Linked DNA regions of Sus scrofa: all the other regions are linked to region 1. Evidence: chromatin contacts called from public Hi-C and HiChIP or PLAC-seq data. All regions are on one chromosome and are shown on one strand. The core of a region is the stretch at or near the end of the contact, and the rest is flanking DNA. Distances in the headings are between cores, read along the strand shown. Region 1 holds the start of MUTYH (adenine DNA glycosylase). Region 2 overlaps C6H1orf228. Region 3 overlaps C6H1orf228. Region 4 holds the start of RPS8 (40S ribosomal protein S8).

Evidence for each region. A called contact is a pair of places that touch in the nucleus more often than the background predicts. HiChIP or PLAC-seq counts read pairs in DNA pulled down with a chosen protein or histone mark.
Region 2: a contact with region 1 is called in a Hi-C map of omental adipose tissue, with 1.8 times the contacts expected there. The contact joins the enhancer-like site here to the promoter of MUTYH in region 1. A contact is called at or near these places in 1 of 5 promoter capture datasets (fetal liver), 6 of 47 Hi-C or Micro-C datasets (embryonic fibroblasts, mesenteric adipose tissue, omental adipose tissue and 3 more) and 1 of 2 datasets of contacts at active chromatin or transcription factors (alveolar macrophages).
Region 3: an H3K27ac HiChIP or PLAC-seq map of alveolar macrophages shows a contact between it and region 1. The contact joins the enhancer-like site here to the promoter of MUTYH in region 1. A contact is called at or near these places in 2 of 5 promoter capture datasets (fetal skeletal muscle and liver), 7 of 47 Hi-C or Micro-C datasets (alveolar macrophages, embryonic fibroblasts, mesenteric adipose tissue and 4 more) and 2 of 2 datasets of contacts at active chromatin or transcription factors (alveolar macrophages and skeletal muscle).
Region 4: an H3K27ac HiChIP or PLAC-seq map of alveolar macrophages shows a contact between it and region 1. The contact joins the promoter of RPS8 here to the promoter of MUTYH in region 1. A contact is called at or near these places in 1 of 5 promoter capture datasets (fetal liver) and 2 of 2 datasets of contacts at active chromatin or transcription factors (alveolar macrophages and skeletal muscle).

The regions. Positions count from the first base shown.
Region 1 is chr6:166,001,151-166,004,546 of Sscrofa11.1, reverse strand. It overlaps MUTYH (adenine DNA glycosylase), which reads right to left and starts at 1,694. Exons shown (of 16, transcript XM_021096748.1): 1 at 911-1,694. It overlaps TOE1 (target of EGR1 protein 1), which reads left to right and starts at 977. Exons shown (of 9, transcript XM_003128045.4): 1 at 977-1,246; 2 at 1,993-2,135; 3 at 2,223-2,263; 4 at 2,409-2,505; 5 at 2,632-2,790; 6 at 3,054-3,313. The coding sequence starts at 1,195.
Region 2 is chr6:166,609,468-166,612,863 of Sscrofa11.1, reverse strand. The region is part of intron 7 of C6H1orf228; the gene reads left to right. Among named protein-coding and RNA genes, the nearest start is that of KIF2C, 33 kb to the right of the region's middle. Within about 2 kb of position 1,898, at least 42 of the 83 cell types and tissues checked have an H3K27ac peak or open chromatin away from gene starts, as enhancers often do. A contact at or near this core is called in alveolar macrophages, fetal liver, omental adipose tissue and 2 more, where this site is marked.
Region 3 is chr6:166,588,032-166,591,427 of Sscrofa11.1, reverse strand. It overlaps C6H1orf228, which reads left to right. Exons shown (of 18, transcript XM_021096783.1): 13 at 1,189-1,859. The coding sequence ends at 1,376. Among named protein-coding and RNA genes, the nearest start is that of KIF2C, 12 kb to the right of the region's middle. Within about 2 kb of position 1,922, at least 69 of the 83 cell types and tissues checked have an H3K27ac peak or open chromatin away from gene starts, as enhancers often do. A contact at or near this core is called in alveolar macrophages, embryonic fibroblasts, fetal skeletal muscle and 6 more, where this site is marked.
Region 4 is chr6:166,551,744-166,555,139 of Sscrofa11.1, reverse strand. RPS8 (40S ribosomal protein S8) reads left to right here and starts at 1,851. Exons shown (of 6, transcript XM_003128060.4): 1 at 1,851-1,936; 2 at 2,340-2,446; 3 at 2,878-2,977. The coding sequence starts at 1,933.

The sequences.
Region 1 (3,396 bases), core at 445-2,944:
TCCCCTCTGTTTGGCTAGCTCTTCCATGCTGTACCTAACTTTTAGTCATTCTTCAGGTCTTGACTTAAATGTCCAAGTCAGCCCCCTTCCCCCAGCCTTACCTTCCACTGCTGCTCTTATACCAACTGTAACTTCATAAGCATTTGTGATTCTTCCATCAGTGCCTGCCTTCCCCACTTAACTGTAAAACTCGACAAAAGCAAAGACTGGGTGTCTTTTGTTGACGGTTGTGTCCCCAGAGCTGAGCACAGTGCCAGGCAAACTGTACACTATAAACACTTGTTAAATTAATTTGGGATGAGGTAAAAGTTTCCCTCTTTTCAGAATAGGAGAAATTCAAGCCATTCGAAACAGAGATGAAAACACTCGGTAGAAAGGCTGAAGATGAACTGAAAACAGCAAAAAACGGAAGTGAACGAGTTGAGAGTCTTTGGTGGGAACCAAAGCCCCTGGGAAAGGACTAGTGTCCGGTAGGCGCAGAGCATCTCCCGGTAGCAGGAATCGTGTTCAAACCCCCTGCAGGTCAACTATACCTCCTAACTGCTGACAATTTGTCCCTGCTAGAGTCCTAATTCAAGTCCCTATTATCACGCATCAGGGTTACTTAAAAGGTGTCCCTGCTACCGGGACGCTCTCATCTCCCGCAGCCTCATTTCCCGTCCCGCTCCCCGCTTCTTTCACTTCCTGGGACGAAAGGCGCTCTCCACCCTCCCCAGGAACTTGCCCATTCCCAGAATATTGCTCTTTCTCCACACTCCCCTGTCTCTGCATAACTCATATGCGTGCTTTAAGCTCAGCTCGGGCAGCGCCACCTCCTCTGGGGGGGAACCCCCGCACCCCCGTCCCGGAGCACCCCTCCCCGCGCCGCGGCGCTCAGGTCCACATTCCCGCCGCGCTGTGGGCGAATTACCTCTCGCGCGGTCTCGCGCGGCCGGCTCCCGACTGGACGCCAGGGGGCGTGGCTCCGGCCAATCCGGGAGGTCAGCGGGAACACGCCAGCCAATAGGCTCTCAGCGCGCGCCGGGCCCGCTGCTCCGCGCCAGCCCCGGGAGCTCTGAACGGAAGTCCGACCTGTCGGCGACCCAGGGGGCGAGGCGAGGCGCCGCCACCTCCCCGACGGCGAGAGCCGAGCCGGGGGACGAAGCGGAAGTCCCGCGGACCCACTGACTATACTGAAGAGAGACTCGCGGTGTCATGGCCGCCGACAGTGACGACGGCGCAGCCTCAGCTCCAGCCGTTTCTGACGGTGAGTGGCTTCCCGGGGACAGCTTTGAAATCCTGTACGTTTGGCGGGGCGGGAGGGCCTCAGGTTCACTGTTCGAAGAAACCGACCTCAAGTTTCAGAGGACTAGCTGCTTCCTTCTGGACCAGCCACGAGGAGACTACAAGTCCCGGCGTGCACCGCGACGCTGGCTGCGGAAGTCTGGCGTGCTGGCGCGGAGTCGGGACGTGCAGGGGCGTGCCGGGAGATGCAGTCCGGAGCTCGAAGCTCTGTTAAGCGGGGCGGGTGGGGAGTTGTGGGCAGGAAGTGGGACGGATGCGGGCGTAATGTATCAGGCTCTGCGCGCGCTCTGGCTGCTGCCGCGTGTGGCTATGAGGTGCCCCGGGAACGGTGCTGTAGAGCCTTGCAGGATATTAAAGGAGCCGAGGTCCTCCATCCTTGCAAAAGATTTCGTAGAGGATGTGGGGAAAAGGAACCTCACAGATCATCGAGCCCAACCTTAGTCTTTTACAGGTTTTGATGCTGAGGAGGAAGACACTTTCCCAGCCTCATAATCTTCTGAAAGACCTGGGCTTTTTTTCCCCAAAATCGGGGCACTGTGCACCCCAAGGCCTGTGTATTGAGCATAAGTGATACAAAGGCTTGAGGGGAAAGCTGCCATATCTTGCCTAAAGAGAAACTGCTCCTGCCTCTGCCCCCAGCCATGGCCTAGCTTAGTGTTTGTTCTCATGGGCCCTCTGCCTGAGCGTCGTCACCCTCCTTACCCCCAGGTGGTGTCCACCAAAGCACAAAATCTGGGGAGGAGCTGGCAATCCAGGTTCCCGTGGTGGATGTACAAAACGACAACTTCAAGGAAATGTGGCCGTCCCTCCTGCTGGCCATAAAGACAGCTAGCTTTGTGGCTGTGGACACGGTGAGGGTTGGGGAACTGGGAGAGCCGGTGGTTGTGAGGGGGCTGGTGCTGCGGACCTAACACAGCTCTCTCTTTGCTGACGCTTAGGAACTGAGTGGGCTTGGGGACCGGAAGAGTTTGCTGAACCAGTAAGTGTAAGCCCTGATCTCTTTAGTCCTAGCCTTGGCAGGAGGGGCAGAGCTCAGCCCTGGAGTGGAGGTCACAGTCCTGGGTGGTTTGGGTCCGTCATGAGGCTAAGTCCCAGCCACAGCCACTCCCAACCTCAACCCCAAGGTGCATCGAGGAACGTTACAAGGCCGTGTGTCATGCTGCCAGGACCCGTTCCATCCTCTCCCTGGGCCTCGCTTGCTTTAAGCACCAGCCGGACAAGGTATGGGCTGATCTCACCCTCTCCCAGGTCTGTGGCTGGGGGAGGAGGGTTGAGATCCTAGAGAACATCAGCTGTGAGGTTTTTTCCTCCCAAGGCTTGACGTAGCAGAACCTCCTTCTCTCCCAGGGTGACCATTCATACCTGGTCCAGGTGTTCAATCTGACCCTGCTGTGCATGGAGGAGTATGTCATAGAACCAAAGTCCGTGCAGTTCCTGGTCCAGCATGGTTTCAACTTCAACCGGCAGTATGCCCAGGGCATCCCCTACCACAAGGGCAACGACAAGGTAGGACTCCAGCCTTGAGGCGGCCCTTTCTGTGACTTCATTTCTTACTCCTCTTTGCGGCTGGGTGCCTGGGGGAGGATCTGTTTCTTAGGCACATGGGGCGTCGTGACAGCTGGGGAAACAAAACATACCTTGGTGAAGAGCGCTGGATTAGACAGCAGGAGAGAACTTTCCAAGTGAGGGAGCCTGGGATGTATGTGTCCTGCAAAAGAGGCTTCCCTGGGGACTCTGTCCTTCCCAGTGACCCCTTTCTTTCCACCCAGGGCGATGAGAGCCAGAGCCAGTCAGTGAGGACCCTGTTCCTGGAGCTGATCCGGGCCCGCCGGCCCCTGGTGTTGCACAACGGTCTTATAGACCTGGTGTTCCTGTACCAGCACTTCTATGCGCACCTGCCCGAGAGCTTGGGAACCTTCACTGCTGACCTGTGTGAAATGTTCCCAGCTGGCATTTATGACACCAAATATGCTGCTGAGTTTCACGCCCGCTTTGTGGCCTCCTACCTAGAATATGCCTTCCGGAAATGGTGAGGGACTGGTTGAGGGAACAGGGTGGGGCCTGGTATTGTCTTGACTATTTCACTCACTTAAGACATTGATTGAGTGCCTC
Region 2 (3,396 bases), core at 649-3,148, 610 kb before region 1:
CAAATCCAATCATCTGTCGATGGACATTTGGGTTGTTTCCATGTCCTGGCTATTGTGAATAGTGCTGCAATGAACATGCGGGTGCATGTGTCTCTTTTAAGTAGAGCTTTGTCCGGATAGATGCCCAAGAGTGGGATTGTGGGGTCATATGAAAGTTCTATGTATAGATTTCTAAGGTATCTCCAAACTGTTCTCCATAGTGGCTGTACCAGTTCACATTCCCACCAGCAGTGCAGGAGGGTTCCCTTTTCTCCACAGCCCCTCCAGCACTTGTTATTTGTGGATTTATTAATGATGGCCATTCTGACTGATGTGAGGTGGTATCTCGTGGTAGTTTTGATTTGCATTTCTCTTATAATCAGCGATGTTGAGCATTTTCTCATGTGTTTGCTGGCCATCTGTATATCTTTGAAGAACAGTCTATTCAGGTCTTTTGCCCGTTTTTCCATTGACTGATTGGCTTTTTTGCTGTTGGGCAAAGCCTATGCTTTTAATATACAGCACGTGGCAAGTGTTTCCAGAATATTTCCTTTGCTGCTCCTACTGTGGTTCCAAGAAGGGAGAGTCTGTTTTTCACAGGGGAGATCAAGGAGGGGTCACCAAGAAGGCATTGTTGGTGCTGAGCCTTGGAGAGGGGGATTAGAGAGGCAGAAACCGAAGAGGGCAGGAGTTCCCATCGTGGCTCAGTGGTTAGCAACTAGCATCCAAGAGGACGCGGGTTCGATTCCTGGCCTTGCTCAGTGGGTTAAGGATCTGGCGTTGCCCTGAGCTCTGGTGTAGATCACAGACTCTGCTCGGATCCCATTGTGGCTATGGCTGTGGTGGAGGCCGGCAGCTGGAGCTCTGATTAGACCCCTAGCCTGGGAACCTCCATATGCTGTGGGTGCAGCCCTAAAAAGACAAAAAAAAAAAAAAAAAAAAAAAAAAGACCAAACAACAACAACAAAAGAGAGCGGAAGAAGGCATTCTGGAAAGAGGATTGATCTAAACAGAGGCCCACGTTGCTGCAACATGGATGGACCTAGAGATTATCATACTAAGTGAAGTAAGTCAGACAAAGACAACTATCATGTAATATCACTTATATGTGGAATCGAATTTAAAAATGATACAAAAGAACTTATTTAGGGCGTTCCGTTGTGGCTCAGCAGTAATGAACCTGACTGGTATCCATGAGGATTCGGATTCGATCCCTGGCCTCGCTCAATGGGTTAAGGATCCTCCTGGGTGTGGAGAGTGAGAGGGCAGAGGGAAGGGGGAGGGGGCAGGGCCGAGGAGCCCAAGGCAGGGAGGCCCAGCAGACGAGCAGGGTCTGGCGGCCTTGCCTGTGGGGACTCCTGTGTCCAGGATGAGAGGTTGAGCCCCAGCTCCAGGGAGCCTGGAGCAGCTGAAGGTGGCGGCAGGTAGGGGGTTAAGGCGGGATGCAGGTGAGATCCTGGGGAAGGCCTGGACGCCCACTCCCAGTCTAGACTGGTTTTCAGAGGCGGCGATGAAATTGAACCTTGTCTTTCCTTCATCAGCCCCGTCAACTTTGTGTTGTTGGATCCCCGCAGGGAGTATGTGGACCCCAATGTTGAAAAGTCACGCTGTCTTGGAATCTAAGCTGCCATCTGTTACCACCTGGAGCAGAGTCTCCTAGCTGGGGAGGGGTGGCCAGTGATGGGGTGGGGTGGTGAAAGTCAAGATCGGGGCCAGCAGCAGAGAGGTGTCGCTGGCCTTGGAGCAGGGGGGTGAGCTGGCCCTGGGATCGTGTCCGGAGGCTGAATCACACAACCCCCAGGTGGCGCTGTGACCCTCCCTCCCCTCACCCCACCTGCAGGTGGCAGAGTGGCCCTCCTACTCATCTGTCACTTCGCAGCTTACGCAGTTCTTTGCCAAGGGCTTCCGTGACCTGCCTTCACCCCGCCCCAGTGGCAGCCTCCTTCCTTTGTTCCACCTCCCGCCCCCTCCCCTCCAGCCCCTCCCTGGGACCAGTTATCTCCGGAACGGTCTCTGCCCTGGTCATAATAGCCTGTGCATAGTTTCCGGCAGCTCTGGCAGTTATCGTCCTTATGTCCCAGCACAGCCCCCAGCTTGGTCCTTGGTGTGTGTTTGCTGAGGGAGGGAGGGAGTCCTGCACACACACACTGTGCCAGTGACTGCTCGCCCGCCTGCCTTGCCCTCTGAGCAGCCTCAGGGCAGGGACTAGGTCTGATTCGTCTCTTTTTCCCGCTCAGGGTCTGGCAGATAAAGAGTGGTGCTCAGTAGAAGTTGGTTGATTAAACTTATGGGGGGGGACTATGGCTTAGTTTCAGTTTTGCTGTTGAACCCCGCCAGAGTGAACTGGCCCAGCTTCTTCCCATATCAAGCCCCATCTAAAGCCCCCCTGCATTTGTTACATAACAAACCACTCTGGCAGAGGCAGCCTGAGCATGAAGCTTTGTCATGTCTTTTTGGTTGGATGTCTGCAGGTGCAATAACAGTGAGACTGTGCACCCCAAAATAACTTCCCATATGCCAGACTCATAACCAGTGTTCAGGAAATGTGCGTTAAATGAAAGAATTATTCTTTTTTACCAGGCACTTGCAAATAGTCTTCGTGGAGTTCCCTTTGTGGCTCAGCGGGTTAAGACCCCAACACAGTGTCCATGAGGATGTGGGTTCAATCCCTGGCCTCACTCAGGGGATTAAGGATCTGTTGTTGCCACAAGCTGCATCATAGGTCTCAGATGTGCCGCGGATTCCGTGTTGCCGTGGCTGTGCCGTAGGCCAGCAGCTTCAGCTCAGATTCAACCTCTAGCCCTGGCCTGAGAACATCCCTACCGCGGCAAAAAGGAAAGAAAAAAAAAAAAGTCTTGGGAATATAGCGCATGCATATGCAGGGATAGTCCACTAGGGGGAACTATTTCACACTATTTCACCACCGTTTGGGCGGCAACAGTCAAGGAAGGCAGGTGATATGGCTGAAGGGACTAACCTTAATAAGGGCAGGATTGATTTGGCTTTTTAAAAAAAAAAAAGCAGGAGTTCCCATCCTGGCTCAGTGGTCAACGAATCCACGGTTGTGGGTTCACTCCCTGGCCTCGCTCAGTGGGTTAGGGATCTGGCGTTGCTGTGGCTGTGGTGTAGGCCAGCAGCTGTAGCTCCAATTCGACCCCTAGCCTGGGAACCTCCATATGCCCTAAAAAGACCAAAAAAAAAAAGTCCCTGGCCCCTCTCAGCGGGTTAAGGATCCGGCGATGCTGTGAGCTGCGGTGTATTTGTAGACCCTGCTCAGATCTGGCATTGCTGTGGCAGCTCCCAGTAGAGCCCTAGCCTGGGAACTATCATATGCTGTGAGTGCGGCCCTAAAAAGACACAAAAATAAGTAGATAAATAAAAGAAAAAGAACAAAGAAAAAAATCAGATATTGGAGTT
Region 3 (3,396 bases), core at 673-3,172, 590 kb before region 1:
ATCCCTTTACACCACAGCGGGAGCTCCAATCATGTAGTATAAGCTTTTCCCCCCACTTTTTTGGTTGCCCCTTGGCACATGGAGTTCCTCCGCCAGGGATATGATCCAAGCCACAGTTGCACCCCACACTGCAGCTGCGGCAACGGCCAGATCCTTAACTCACTGTGCCAGGTTGGGGATGGAACCTGCGTCCCGGTGCTCCAGAGATGCAGCCAATCCCTTCGGGCCACAGCAGTCACTCCTATGCTTAAAGTTCAAATTCACAACAATTACTTGCTGTCTTAATCCACATAAAGATTGGAAATCACAACTAACCCTGAGGATTTCCTTGGTTGGTTAGGGTTTTTTTTTCCAATTTTCTTTTTCTTTTTTTGGGGGGGGGGGGCTGCACCCATGGCATGCAGCAGTTCTAGGGCTAGGGATCAAAGCTATGCCACATTAGTTGACCTGAGATGCTGCAGTGACAAGGACAGATCCTTAACCCACTGCACCCCAAGGAAACTCCCAAGATTTCCTTGGTTTGTGTGTGTGTATTCGCGTGCGTGTGTTTTCTAGGGCTGCACGTCCGGCATATGGAGGTTCCCAGACTAGGGGTCGAAATTGGAGTTGTAGCCGCCGGCCTACACCACAGCTCACAGCAATGCGGATCCTTAACCCACTGAGCAAGGCCAGAAATCGAACCTGAAACCTCACGGCTATTAGTCGGATTCATTTACGCTGCGCCGCAAGGGGAACTTCCCTATTTTTAATAGTTCTACTTTTAAGGCTAAATTACCTCATATGTATAAATATGTGAAAAACGTATAAATATGTCATAGAAAAAGAAACCAACTGTACTTCAACTTTTTTACAATTTTTTTTTTTTTAATGCCAAATCACACGAGTGCAACACTTAGAACCAGAGCCGCAGAGAGGTGGGCTATGCCCGAGGTGCTCACGTCGTACTACCTTGAAAAATGTTTGTGAACAGGTACGTCCAGGCCTGAATTTTAAAAGTTTACTTCAAGGCCTAATCAAAATAGATTAACCAGATATTCCATAGGTAGCAGACCTCTACTGGGCAACTGAGGGCTGTGCACCAGGCAGTGCCAGTCTACACTTGGCCGTCTCCAACGTGTGAGCATAAATTTAAACCTGTGGGACCAAGTGTGCCCGTCCCTGCTTGAATCTCTCCTGTGTGGTCACTAGGGGGTAAAACGACAGCGTGCTTCTCCGACCCCATCAGCATCGCTTCACCAAGACCTTTGACTACGGGAGGATTAAGCCACACCGTCCAAGCCACGAGCACACGTGTTCTTCCGAAAAAGAGAGCAGACTGGAAAGCAGTGCTGCCGCCCTCGCCAGAGTTCGAAATGTTTCATGCAGTAACTGAATAGGAAAAAGCACAGTATCTCCACAGCGCAAGTGTTACCCGTAAGCATTTACATGTAAAATTCACTTAAACAACAGACGCAAAACCCCCACCACAAAAAGTTTACCTACAAACCAGTAAAAAACTCGTCTATTTTTTGTACACTCTCAGTAAGCCTCGCATAAGCAAGGCCTCAAAAAATTGGGTAAAGACTCAGAATTGTTCCTCTCCACGGAAATCTTTAGTAAAAGGCGAAAGATTTATACGATCTGAAGAGAAACCAGAGTATGCTCACTTTGCCGAGCACACAGTCCTCGGGTAACTGTAAGTCCTAATTCAGCAATGGTAACTGTGTGTCCCCAAAGACCTAGTAAGTTATACCTTTGTCTCAGGCAATACTGTGAAAATATCATCATTTTCTGGAGCGGCAGGAGGAGGGGGAAGGCTAAAAGAAAAAGAAGAAGCCAGCCTTTAAAAATTGGAGAGAACCTTGTGCAATGCATTCTGGGTATGTAAATGAGGCTGAGTCACCGACCTCCCGTTTCTGGAAGTACCTTGGTTCATTAGTTTTCCTGCTGAGTTTAGAGCCACCACCGGGGGGCAGAGCAGAAACCAGATTGGCAGGAAGTAGAGACCGGGTCCAGACAAAGTCCGAGGGCAGGGAGGAGGTTTGGGGAGGGTTTGGTTTTGTTTTGTTTTGTTTTTTGTTTTTAGGGCTGCACCCATGGCATATGGAGGTTCCCAGGCTAGGGGTCGAATGGGAGCCGTAGCCCCGGCCACGCCAGATGGAACTGTATCCTGACCTACCCCACAGCTTGCATCTATGCCACACCTTGCATCTATGCCACACCTTGTGCCAACGCAGGATCCTTAACCCACTGAACAAGGCCAGGGATCCAAGGATCCAACCGCATTGTCGTGTATATAAGTAGGGTAGGGAGTTTCATGGTGGTCTAGCAGTTAGGGACTCAGCACTGTCACCTCTGTGGGTCGGGTCACTGCCGTGGTTCAGGTTCGATCCCTAACGTGGGAACTTCGGCATGCCATAGGCACAGCCAAAAAAAAAAAAAAAAAAAAAAGTGTGGATATTCTCTTGTAAAAACAAAACAGTTTTGTTGTGGTGTAGAGAGTTAATGATGCAGCGTGGCCACTGCAATGACCTGGGTTGGTGCTGTGGCTCGGGTTCAGTCCCTGACCCAGGAACTTCCACATGCCAAAAAACAAAATCCTTATGTATACAGTTGAAGCCTGCACCTGTACCTCCGCAATCCCATTTGCTCCCCCTTTGTTCAGCGATACCCGTTCTTCCACCCAACAATATCAGTCATGTGTTTGTAAAACTTGTGTAAATCTTATACCTTATCCATCCTTCTGTAACTTCCTTTTTAAAATTAACTGCATTTTCAAGATGTATTTGTGTTGGTATCTGTAAACCTAGTTCCAGTTCATCCATTTTATTTTCTGCGCAATATTCCATTGTTTGAGTATTACCACAATGCCTGGGACGTCCAGCAAAGGGACAGCTAGTGGCACTACTATTAAAAAATCTCTCCAGTCCCCATCTATTTTTTTTTAATTTTTTCAAACACAACAATGGGAGGAAAAAGTATGTATACATGTATGTGTAACTTGGTCCCCATGCTGTAGATGGAAAAATAAATAAATAAAAATTTTTTCATAAACTTTTTTTTTTTTTGGTCACACCTATGACATGTAGAAGTTCCCAGGCCAAGGATCGAGCCCTTGCTGTAGCAGTCACGATGCTGGATCCTTAACCTGCTGAACCACAAGGAGATTCCTATTCATTCAAGGTTTCTTAGACCTTTTCCTTGTGAAAACAAAAACAGGAATAAAGGAGTTCCTGTGTGGCTCAGCAGTAACGAACCCGACAAGTATCCATGAGGATATGGGTTCAGTCCCTGGCCTCGATCCGTGGGTGAAGGATCTGGCGTTGCCGTGAGCTGTGGTGTAGGTCACAGACATGGCTCAGATCCCGAGGTGCTGTGGCTGTGGTGTAGACCAGCAGCTCCGATTCGCCCCCTAGC
Region 4 (3,396 bases), core at 602-3,101, 550 kb before region 1:
CTCCAAAGGATGAATTCTGAATGCCCTACTATGGCCTGTTAGGCCCCACCTGGTCAGTCCTCTCTGTTGGTCCAGTGGGAATGTAATTTGGACAGAATAGTTTGGAGAAGAGCCCAGCTTCTGTGACTAAGCGGGAGCTCTGTGATCGCAGAAACTTTTTTGTTTGTTTTCTTTCTGTTTTTTGACCACACTCACAGCATGTGAAGGTTCCCAGGCCAGGAAATGAATCCAACTAGCAACCATGAGGCCGAGGTAGATCACAGATGCCACCTGGATCTGGCGCAGCTGTGTTGTAGGCCAGTAGCTGTAGCTCTGATTAGACTCCTAGCCTGGGAACTTCCCATATGCCAAGAGCTTGGCCCTAAAAAAAAAAAAAAAAATCATTTTTCAGCCCTCCCTTTGACTAAACCACATCACCCTGTGCTGGCTTTCCTCTGGCCACTCTTAATTGCACCCTCCAGCTCCTTTGCTCTGCCTGACCTTAAACGTTGCCATTCCCAAGCCTTGGTCCTAGCCCCTCTTCTTGTATTTCTTGGTGCCAGGGCCTGGCACACTATTATTGCACGCTGACAGGGTCCATGCACTAAGAATGGTTTTTATGTTTTGAATGTTTGGGGGCAAAAAAATCATGTTTGTTTCAGGACAGGTGAATCTCAGTATCCACGAAGTTTTACTCCTGCGCCGCCACGTGCGCTCTTTTACTACTGTCCATGGCTGCGTTCACACTACGAAGCAAAATTGAGTGGTCGTGACAAGGACCTTACAGCCCACAAAGGCTGAAGTATTGATACGGGAAAGATGATCCTGGAATCCGGATTCTTGTTCACGGCAGTCAAAGAGTGAACTCCGCGAACACACAGGCAGCAAGCAAGCAACATCTTTATTAAAAGAAAGCAGATAGCTCCCAGGGGTGCTAGGAGAGGGGGAGAAGAGCCCCCCTTCTCTATTGTCCCATAGTGGTTTTTATCTCTTAAGGATGGGGGGGTACCAACGTGGGGGTCCAGAGAGATGCGGTCTTCTCCCATTGGCCTTGTTCAATTACCCATATCAGTCCTTGTCCAGTGGGGTCTTAGGGGTGGAAATGTCCCCTAAGTCTCATAGTTTCTTTGTCCTTTTCTTCCCGTAAACAGAGCCACAGGGGATGAGGGGTCCATGTCCATCCGGGCGAGGTACCCTCCCTAGAGTCAACAAGGCCTGTGAGGATGTTACTCCCTGGAGCCCTTAAGCCACCAGCGGGAATCAATGGCCATATCAAAGCATGCATCCAAGCCCAGGCTCCTCCACTGACGACCTGAGTTAATACTCTCTCAGTATTAGCTGACCCTTTACAGGAAGAGTTTCCTTAGGCCCTGTCCCGAGGTTCCGTTCATTCCGGTGGCTTTGCTTCCCGAAGTAGCATCGTCTGGCCAGACCCCTTCTCTAGCGGACACGAACACCCAGCTACCTGTCACTCCCACCTGCCAGAGGCATCCGGAGCGCACCAGGACCGCGTCCAGGACAGCGCCCACCTTCTCACTGAACAGCACCAAGAGTCGCGCAACGGGTCCCCTGAGAAATTCAGACGCCCTAAAGCAAACCCTTCGAAGCGAAGCCCAAGTCCACCTCTACGTCCCCGTCCAGCGCCTCCGCCCTCCCCCGCAGCCCCCTCAGGACCGCCGCAATGGCTGCGAACAGGGGTCTTTGTGAAACAGGGGGCCAGGCGAGCGCCCACCCGAGCCCCCAGGACCCGCGCCAGGCCCCGCCCGCCGGCAGCGCCCTCAGAGCCTCCCCGCCCGAGGCCTCCGCGGCGCCGCCGCGAGCGCGTAAGCAAGGCCGCCCTCCGGCTCCAGGCCGCGCCGCGCGTCGCCCGGAAGAGACGTCAGGAGGCGGGGCTGCGTTTTACAAACCGGACCGTGACGCGCTGCGTTTTCTCTTTCCAGCCGGCGCCGAGCGATGGGTGAGTGGCGCTCTGCCGCGGGCCCGGGGTCGGGGCGTGAGCTCAATCCGGCGCCATCCTGCCTCGCGGCCCAGCTGAGAGCACGGGCGCCCGGGCTCCCAGCTTCGAGCCTCCGCGAGAAGCGTGATGCTTGGGCTCGGGCCGCCGAAGTCGCTGCGGGGACCGCCGGGCTCGGAGCCGCGAGCGGCCCCATCATGGCTGCCGGGGTCGAGGCGGGAAGGGGGCCCGGCCGGGCCGCACGTGCATGATGACAACTCAGAAATGCTGTGACCTCCCGACTTCGCAGTGGGGGATCCAACCTTGGAGAGCTGAGCGTGCGGCCGCCCGCGCGGGCCGCTGGGCTGCCCGGGCCCGGCCCCGGGTTCCCTGACTCAGGCTGCCGCTCCTCCGCTCTCACCCGTAGGCATCTCTCGGGACAACTGGCACAAGCGCCGCAAGACTGGGGGCAAGAGAAAGCCCTACCACAAGAAGCGGAAGTATGAGCTGGGACGCCCCGCTGCAAACACCAAGGTGCGTGCGGGGCCCCAGCGCCGGGGAGAAGGTCCCCTCGGGGGCAGTTGTATCTCTGTGGGGCTCTGCGATGTGCGGTCGGCCTCTGCGTGTCGGGAATAATTAGGGCTGCACGGAGACAGCCGCTGTGTCCTGGGAGTGCCTGGAGGGAGTGGGCTCCGCAGTCGTAGTCGGACACTTGGTCTTGCTGGTGCATGGAGAGGTAATGCAGTGTTGGGAATCAGGCTTTTCCTCGTGGAGGCGACGAGAGTGATGAAAAAAGGATCCTTAGGCGTGGTTGTGGCCGTCTTGGTCATTTGTGTACCACTTGCCAATGCTAGGACGTGTCATAGTTACACTGACTGTGTTGCCTCCATCCGGCTTGCTTTCCTTTCTCTGTCGGCTCTTGCTCTCTAATAACCTGGTTCCTCCTGTCTCCTTGTGTTTTCTAGATTGGCCCTCGCCGCATACACACAGTCCGTGTGCGGGGAGGTAACAAGAAGTACCGGGCCTTGAGGCTGGACGTGGGGAACTTCTCCTGGGGCTCCGAGTGTGAGTGGAGGCCCTCCAGGCGTGGGTGGGAACTCAGCACCTAAACCTTTCTAAGCTACAGTAAGTGCTTGTAGCAGGAAGCCATGGCCTGGACCAGGATACTGAGCTTTCTTTTGTCGAAAGACTTTGGGATTGTGGGGAGTTGTTTCCGTCTGTCCTGCCTCTTAACTCCTGTAGCCTGAGATTGGGGCTGAATCTAGAGACTGTATGTGTGGATACCAGCCATGTCTGGAAAGATGGGATTTTAGAAGGTGCATGATGCCTCATGGTTCGGTGAAGGCGTAGAGTTCTTGGGTTTCTTGTGGTGCAGTACGTTAAGAATCTGGTGTCACTACAATGGCTTGGGGGACTTTGTGACTCTGGTTCCATCCATGGCCCAGGAACTTCACATGCCACAGGCGCGGCCCAAAAAAGGCTTC